Linked DNA regions of Mus musculus: region 1 is linked to region 2. The links are chromatin contacts, called in public Hi-C maps. All regions are on one chromosome and are shown on one strand. The core of a region is the stretch at or near the end of the contact, and the rest is flanking DNA. Distances in the headings are between cores, read along the strand shown.

The links. A called contact is a pair of places that touch in the nucleus more often than the background predicts.
Region 1: a contact with region 2 is called in a Hi-C map of the N1E-115 cell line, with 2.0 times the contacts expected there. The contact joins the enhancer-like site here to the promoter of Slc6a12 in region 2. A contact is called at or near these places in 8 of 39 promoter capture datasets (3T3-L1-derived adipocytes, Sertoli cells, cranial neural crest and 3 more), 1 of 484 Hi-C or Micro-C datasets (the N1E-115 cell line), 2 of 115 datasets of contacts at active chromatin or transcription factors (both in embryonic stem cells) and 1 of 9 other capture datasets (embryonic stem cells).

What each region holds. Positions count from the first base shown.
Region 1 is chr6:121,496,554-121,500,837 of GRCm38.p6, reverse strand. No RefSeq gene overlaps it. Among named protein-coding and RNA genes, the nearest start is that of Iqsec3, 25 kb to the right of the region's middle. Within about 2 kb of position 1,582, at least 30 of the 459 cell types and tissues checked have an H3K27ac peak or open chromatin away from gene starts, as enhancers often do. A contact at or near this core is called in the N1E-115 cell line, where this site is marked.
Region 2 is chr6:121,340,619-121,345,191 of GRCm38.p6, reverse strand. Slc6a12 (solute carrier family 6 (neurotransmitter transporter, betaine/GABA), member 12) reads right to left here and starts at 2,618. Exons shown (of 16, transcript NM_001381903.1): 1 at 2,576-2,618; 2 at 2,087-2,142.

The DNA of each region.
Region 1 (4,284 bases), core at 333-2,832, 160 kb before region 2:
CAGGAAAGACAGGAGAGGCAGAATTTTCTTTCCCCCAGTTCTGGCCCTGACTGTAAATAAGCCTCTCTCTTCACCAGTTGTTGGCTCTTGGTTTCCCTTTGATACAGCAGCAGTCTTCAGACCTCCCAACCTCTGGGAGTCTGGAGCTTGTAGAGTCTCTTGTGTTTTAACTATGTATCCTATATTTTCAAGAAATTGGTAAGGAAAACATTATCTTCATTCTCTCTTCAGGTAGAGAAAAATATGGCTTTGAGATTTAAACACCTGGCCAAGGTCAGCATCTCTTTATTTATTTCCCCTCCTCTCTCCTCTCTTTCCCTCTCTTTCTTCCTCCATCCCCACTTCTCTCTTTCAGACAAGGTCTCACTATTCAACCCTGTCTGGCCTGGAACTCACTAGGTTGAGAGTCTCAGCTTGCCTCTGCTTCCTGGATGCTAGGATCAAAGGCATACACCAGCAAGCCCAGTCCTTTATTCTTCTTTAAAACAGAAACTATGTTGCCCAGGTGGGCTTTGCAATCCTCACATCCATTCATCACCTAGTCTCAGCCCTACCTCTTAATAAACATTATTGTCAAGTGCACTGCCCCAGTACTTAGAGAGGAGCCTCTCCTGTGCTCTCAGAGGACGTCTGCACTTAGTTTGGAAGAAGTCATCCCTCAGACCTGTTCACACTTACTGGCATGTAGCAGGGAGTGAGGGAGTAAGATGGACTCCACAAAACCACAATGCAGCCTCCTCTGCAGTGACTGGCTTTCCTGGGCACCTCCTTCTAGACAGCTGTCAGGGAGCTTGGTTATCCCTCTCTGAGCCCAGAATGACCCAGTTGAGCACCTTCCGGCTCTTCTACCAGCTCACCCCCACCTTCTGTACATGAGCTGTGGAATTAAGCAGGGGCCATGGGCCAAGCTGACTTCTCCAATAGGCACGGTGCCTGAAGCCTGCAGCAAGATATTAATTAATATCAAAAAGAAAAGCAAGCTTTGGAGGCAGAAAGATGGTTCAATACATAACGTTAATATACACATACACTATCATAAAAATATACTTTTAATGCAATAAGTCGTCAGTGTCCGTTGTGCGAAGTCAGAATGAGGTTGATGAATCAGCATTAAGGATGCAAGAAAGGAACAAACATATGTCTGTGTTTGTGCATGCACGCACATGTCTGCATATCCAGGCAGAAATTGGGGATCCAAGACTTTCCTCTCAGCTCTAAGGCTCTTAGACTTAAGGTCATACCCAGAGGGTCTGGTTGACCCATCTTGCTATTCTGCGCGAACCCAGGAATCTAGAAGCTGCTCCCAGGAGCCTAGCACCCTGCCTAGATTTGCATTACAGATGCTGCGCCCTGCTCTTGCTGGTTGTGCCCACAAATCCCACACATGCAGGAGCTGGGCCCAGGGCCGCAGGATTAATCCTTGCAACAGCTCAGGGAGGATTAGCTGAGCATCATGAAGCAGAGCAGCAGTGGCCATGGCAGCAACAGCATGAGCCTCTTCCCAGAGAGAGAGCTGGGTGGCTGCCTGGAGAGGGCTGGGGCACTGCTGATGCTCAACAGGAGCTGCCCGGCGCCAACAGGAAGGAGGAGGCCCTAAGGGGTGGGACTAAATGTCAGAGGTGGGATTATGCAAATCAAGCCAACGCTAGCCAGAGATCTGAAGCTTGAACGAAAAATTATCAACCTGAAGGAAGGAATTTAAATGATGAAAAATTTAAAGTGTGAAATGCGAATGGATGCCTTAAGGCCCTTATTTAACAACCAGATTGTTCCAACAGAGCGAAGCACATGTGTAAAGCTGCCCACCTCCACAGGCACCAACACTATCTAACTCATTTATCAGAGGCTTTATTGTACTCCTCATGGTTAATATGGTCCCCACCTTTTATGTCGAAGGGACCTTGAAAGACCTCCATTCTCAGGACTGATGAAAATCATAATCTGGGATTTTGAGGTATTGCTAGATAAGAAAGCAATTGTCTCTGACTCTAAAAGTTCAATTTCTTGAGCATGAATAGTCAGTAGGAGATTTCCCTTCTTTGTGCGCATGTGTTTATACTCAGAGATGGCAGTTCAAACGGAAGATGGTCTAGGTGGGAGGATAACACCAGAGCTGGGTGGCAGAGCTGGGACCAGGCAACAGGGGGACTATCCTGTATGGCTGCTTGTCACATGTATATGCTGAACACTCAGAATGATAGCCTTGTGACAAAGCACCTGAGCTGTCCTGTTAACATGAATAATGCTAAAATAAAAATTAAAACTGATACTCCACTGGGTTATTTGGAAATTCATACGTATGGATGAGACCATTTAAATCTGCTAATCTACATTTCCAATGTAAACCTGCAGTCTAAATACGGAACATGAATTTCCAATAAAAACTTAACATATAAACTGAGATGTGCTATGATTCTAAAATAACCCAAAACTTCTAGGGTTTAATATTTTTAAAAAGATATTTTTCAAGTCCTTCATTAATATTTTCATATTAATGTGTGTTGGAATGATGATGTTTGGACTATATTGGGTTAGATTATTAAATTTAATTTCACTTAAAATTGTAATGTAACTACCGGAGATTTTAACTACACTCATTGCTCATATCATCTTTATATTGGGCAGAACTCCTCCAGTCATCAAGACTAAACAGAGGGACACAAATCTAGCCAGGAGTGGAGGAAAAGAATTAGCAAAGCAGAGAAAGGATCTTTAGGTGGCTTGGCAGGATGAGGGTGCAGAGCCGACTCCAGCAGACAAAGTTAATATCTTCTTACACGGAGCAAGCCACAGCCTATTATGTGGTTGGCGCCAAGGCCTGTTTGCATAAAACCAACAGCCCATGCTGGGAGGTGTTTTCCCTCAAATTCCCAGTATTACCGCCATGTTCCAGTCACAGAGGAGTCAATGAATATTTTGCCGGAGTATTAATTATGTTCTTATTACTCTGACAAAGTACTGATGGAAGCATTTCAAGGGAAAGAAGTGTGCTTCAGTTTATAGTCCTGGGGATACAGCCCATCATGGCAGGGTGGGCGTGGAGGCAGGAGTTCAAGGCTGCTGGTCACATTGTGTCTACAGTCAGGAAGCAAAGAGAGATGAATGCTAGTACTAGGTCATTTTCTCCCTTTCCCCATTTCATTCAGCCACTTTATTGAGAGTTTACTCACTCCAGGACATGGAATGGTGCTGTACACATTCAGGGTGAATCTCCCCTCACAGACATAGTGTGTCTCCTTTATAATAGAATAGACATCCTCTCAGGTTGATGATCAAAATAACTGTAACAGCTTAGCAGCATACTCCTGCCCAAGTAGGCCCCAGATTAGAAGCCTATTCTGAAGTATCAGTACCTTGAGTATGTTCATAAGGTTAGGTGACAATCACCACTAGATGAACCCAAAACCTGGTTTGTTTTTGGAGACAATACCTTGCTATATAGCTAAGGGTAGCCTGGAACTTGCTGTGTAATCCAAACTGGTCTCAAAGTTGTAAAAACTCCTCCCTCAGCCTCGGGAGGGTCAGGATATAAGCCACTGTATTCTGTTCCCAAACTTTGCCATCACGGATCTTTTTCCCCTACCGGCTCCTAGCACCCACAAGTCTACTTTCTTTCTTATGGACATCTTTATTTAAGCCGTAACAAGGACCCAGCTAAGCCACGATCCATCTCCTGACCTATACAGGAACTGTGAGAAAATAAATATATCTGACTTTTAGCCTTTACTTTTGTGGTAAAATCAATACAAGGCAGCGAATAGAGAATCCAGATTCAGTCTTTCTGCCCTTACAATATGGCGCTAGCCTTGGAGTTGTGCAGGGGCTGGAAGATTTTTATCTTGTGTATTTATAAGCATTTGGACACAAGGTCTCAGCTATATAGTTCAGTCAGCCTTGAACTCATGATAAACCTGCCCCAGACTCCCAGTGGCCCAGAGGTACCCTTCTCCACATGACAGTGTGTGCATTACGTTCCTCATTGCTGTGACCAAGTATCTAGCAAGGATCAATTGAAGGAGAAATGGATTTATATTAGCTCAGAGTTCCATGCCAGGAGAGGCTTGGCTCTGTGTCAGTGCATGGGAGCTGGCAGCCTGTCACATAATCAAAGTAGATGTGAAGTAAAGAGAGATTCCTACCCAGAACCAGAACCAGATCCAGAACCAGAACCAGATCCAGTATAAATGATCAGCCTGCACCCAGTGACCCACTTCAATTACCCAGGCCTCACCTCTTAAAGGTTCTATGATCTCCAAAACAGTGCCACAGATAGGGGCCAAGTAC
Region 2 (4,573 bases), core at 1,369-3,868:
ACCCTGTCTCCATTGGGTAGCGGCAGAAGGGGAGGATAAAGGTGAAGAGATGTGAAAAAGACCATATAGGTCGCCTTTGCTTGCTAAGCCATGGGATAGCGGGCTCGGCAAGCCCCACCCACGAGGAAGCCTGAGGGAACCTGCAGAAGACAAACCTTCCACTCCCCCCACCACTCGCAGCCATTGCAAGATGAACAGAGGGAGAGGGGATGATCTGGTGGGAAAAGGAGTAGATGAAGAATGCATGATGGGAAAGATGAGGGGGGAGGGGTCAGGGGAGCACACCCAGAACCCTGTCCAGGCCTGAGACTGAGGTTTATCAAGGAAAAGAAGGAAGAGCAGGACCTGAGAGTGTGAATAGCCATAGGCCATTTTATAATTTTCTATAAATAAATATAATAAGTATATTTATACAAATTATATTTCTATTTATATAAATATGCTAATATATAAACATTATTGATAATATTGATATGATATTATTATATAAATTTATATAAATATATAATGAAAATAAGAATAAATATAAATATAATTTTCTATAAATAAAAGATTGGGCATGGGGAGATGGATCAGCCGTTAAGAGCACTGGCTGCTCTTACAGAGGATCCAGGTTCCACTCTCATCACCCACATGGTGATTCATAACTGCCTGTAACTTCAGTCCCAGGGGACTCCTCTTCTGGCTCCCTCAGTCGCCAGACATGTAGTGTGCAGAGACACACACAAAACATTCAGACACATAAAAATAAACAAATAAAAATTCTTTAAAACGTTTTCGAGAGGAAGAGTGGAACCACAGAATAAAAACAAAGGCAGGCAAAAGGAGAGGTGGCTCAGAGCCACGGTGAGCAGGGAGGAGAGAGGGCTGAAACCACAGCACTGGACAGCTATGTTAGACTAGGGGAAGGAATGTCCAGGAGAACGTTAGCCGTACAAACACGCTGCACAGGGCCCCTTTTCTCTCTATTCTTCTTATGGGTCAGATAGTGAATATCATCTGCGTGAGAACTCCAGATCTCAGAATCGAAGCAGGACAGTAAAGTTCCAGCCCAGCCCAGCTCCACACCAACAGCAAATAAATTCAAAAACACAGCCTCGGCCCCCAGGGTCCCTCCCCCCCGCCCCACCTCTAGTCTGTTTGCTAGGAATGATTCTGTGACAGCAAGGACAACTCGTTCCCCTTCGCAAGCTCTGTTACCTCCACAGCTACAGATCTCCTCTGCAGGCTGTCCACCCGCTTTGCTAGGCTGAGCAAGGGGAAGGGGAGGGACTTCACCATACTTGGGTGCCCTTGAGCCAATCCTGGGTTCTGTCTTCAAAGGACCAGCAAGTACAGTCTTAACTCTCTCCTCAGGAGCTGGACAGATTAGATGGAAGCCCACTCTGGTTCTAGGAAACACCTCCAGAAACCCTCCCCGCCCCACATACTGCTAGGGTTCAACCCAGGCACCACCGCTCCCTTCCCTAAACGAAAGAGACCCAGTCCCACTTCAGCCCATACCCACATACCAGCACCCACCCCTGAACACACCGATGCCATTCCGTCACGTCCCTCTGCACACACATACCTGTGTGCATGGCCCCAAAGCCTGGCTGCTCGTAGCCCTTCACACCTGGTAGGCAGCTGCCCTCCACAGTGGCAGCCCACATCTTCTCCAGCTCCCTCTCCTCAGACCCAGTCCCACCCAAGCTGGTGCCCCGCTTTCTGCTCTAGCCCTAGCTGACCAAGAGGCAGGCGCCCCCAACCTGTGAAGGTAGTTCCAGATCCATCCACTCACCCTTCCTAGCTCTGAAAACTGACTGCCCTCCCCTGGCAGGCAGATGGCCCGCCTCCTCGGGGCCAGTTCCCCATCTGTGAACTCTCCTTACTTACTGGGGCTTGTCCCTGAGCAATTTCATTATGTGGCTAGTGAGGATGGCATCAGACTCCCTGTGGCCTCAGGGGACCGCAGCTCCCTGCTTCCTGCCCAGACACACAGTTCTGCTGGGTCTTGCCTCTGCCCTGAGCCTCAGCTCTCCAGACTCAGGGGTACAGAGGCTATGATAACCAGACTGCGCGCTCTGCGCATGCTCTTCCCACTCACCTGGTCTCTCAGCCCAGCTAGAACTCCTGCTCCAGAATGAGTAAGCGTCTCCAGACCTGGAAGAGGAATTCTCACCTTCAGTACTCCTGCTCCTCCCCCCCCCAACCCCCCCTCCCGCCACAGCCCCACCCACCCAGTGGTCCTGAGACGGATGGCCAGACCAGGGAAGGGGGGCTGTAGAAAGTGAAGGGACAAAATACCACAAGCAACAAGAGAGATTGAGAAGTCTATAAGCCTAGATTACACCATCCACCCTCAGGGAACGAAACCTCATGACCCTGTCTCTCTGTCCCCTCAGGGCCCCTCACTCCTGACTAGTGTCTTCCCAGTGGGCACTATCCAGAAGAAGCCCCCAGAACCTTGTTGAACAGCTGCCTCAGGCAGCCCTACCTCCCTGACCTCTCTCCTCCTGCTCCTGGCCCTTCGCCCTTATCCTCACCTCCACCCCAACTACCGGCTCCTTCTTAGGCAAGGTACAGCCCCTCTTACCAGAGCAGTGGGATGGGAGCCACCAACTTTCAGGCTGGACACTGAGGACCTTGGGAGGGGAGCTGGCCTCAGTGACGAGGGCATGGGAGGAGGGTGAATCACAGACTGGAGTTTTCCACCAAGTACCTGCAAAGCTCGAGACCTTCCCAGCCACTGCCTTCTCCTTGGGATTTTCCTAGAGAAGTCTCCAGAGCCTGCATATCCCAGGAAGGCAAATGCAAATAGGATCCAAGGTTCAGCCCACCCACCCAGACCCTTATCATGGTCTCCCAGCCAAGGAAGACTCTGAGCCTCAGTTTCCCGCTTTGGAAAGGTGGATAATGGGTGCTTTTCAAGGTTGCTGTGGAGGGTTAAAGTCAACATGGCTGTGCTGGGAAAATCACAGGTTCTTAAGGACAGTTGTCAGTATTTGTTGCAGGCTCCGGTGGGGGTTCTGGGATCCAGATACTCAGATTCTGCCCAGCACAGCACCACAAACCAAAGACTCCTCCGGAACAGCCTGGCGGCTGTCAAGTGTGCACACCCATGGGGAATGTGTGTGCCCTCAGCAATGATGGGAGGATTTTTCCAAAACAGGGTTCTCTGGGCAAGTCTTCACAGCATGGATACGAAAAAGCCTGTGGCCTCTGGAAACATCAAGATGTTTCTTCAATGCCGAGTGGGATGGAAACAGGGGAAGTTGTGGGGAGAAAGGGAAATTTCCCTTTGTGTGGACTTCCCCTTTATCTGCTAAAAAATGTCTTAACAGTGGAGGGTGTGAAGTGAGATTGGCGGTCTGTAATTTTCCATTGGCACCCCACTCACCATCCCTCAGGTCCCCCCTGGCCTCTGTTGCCCATCAAGGAAAACCAGAATGAGTCTGGCCTTTACAAGCTGGGGACCAGCTCTGGAGGGAAAAGAGTCACGGTCTGCCGCAAGCTGCCCACTTCTCACCCCCGTGCCCAGCTGGCATGGTGCAACCTGCCCTGCCTGCTGGGTCTGCTCTATGCCTGCACGCTGGGCCCACCATCATGACCTCCAGTACAGCAGTTCTCATCCTGTGCATTGTGACCTCTTTGTGGGTCACACATCAGATATCCTGCATATCAGATATCTACATTACGATTGATAACAGCAAAACTACAGTTACGAAGTGGCAATGAAAATAATGTTATGGTTAGGGGCGACCACAACATGAGGAACTGTGTTAAAGGGTCACAGCGTTAGGAAGGTTGAGAGACACACTGCTCTGCTGTTTCTTACACAGGAGATACCAGGGTCTACAAAAAACAAAAGAGCCGGCTTTGGCAGCCCTTCTGCCCAGTGAGTAAAGTCGGATTTTACCTAATCCTTCCATCTCTTTCCCCTGGCTACTTCAGACCCTTGTCTCCCTCTCTTAACATTGGTTCCCCCCCCCCCCAAATCAAGCTTGTCCCAATATTCATTTTCCCCCGCACCCTCCTGTTATCAGACCACTGGAAACTCAAGAAGCCAGAGATTGTGTCTTTGCAAGCATCTGCAAAGTACTGCAAAGAGAGGAAGAGCCACGAGCAGCCATCTTCTTCTGACCCCGTGCATACTCCTAGGTACCTGGCATGAAGCCTATTTTCTGAGCTCCTCGTTCAGGCTGGGTACACTATGTGTTGCCTCCATTAGGAGCCTTGAGGTGTGGATATGAGAAGACTCTGCCTGAGAAGAATTCTGGGGGTGACTAGAAGCAAAACACTTCACCTTGTGACCACATGCAGTAAATGAAGAAGCCGGCACTGGAACCTGTGCCCCTTGGTTCCGAGAGCTCCTTCCTCAGATCAGTTAACAGGTGGGAGTCTCATCTCGTGATTCTCCGCTGCTATTTTAGCATTTAAAATAGTGCTGCCTCCGAGCAGACCTATGGCCTGTATTGGATGGATGGATGGATGGATGGATGGATGGATGGATGGATGGATGGATGGGGAGAGAAAGAAAGGAAAGAGAGAGGGAGATGACAACCACTGCAGGAGAAACAATCATATCCATCCC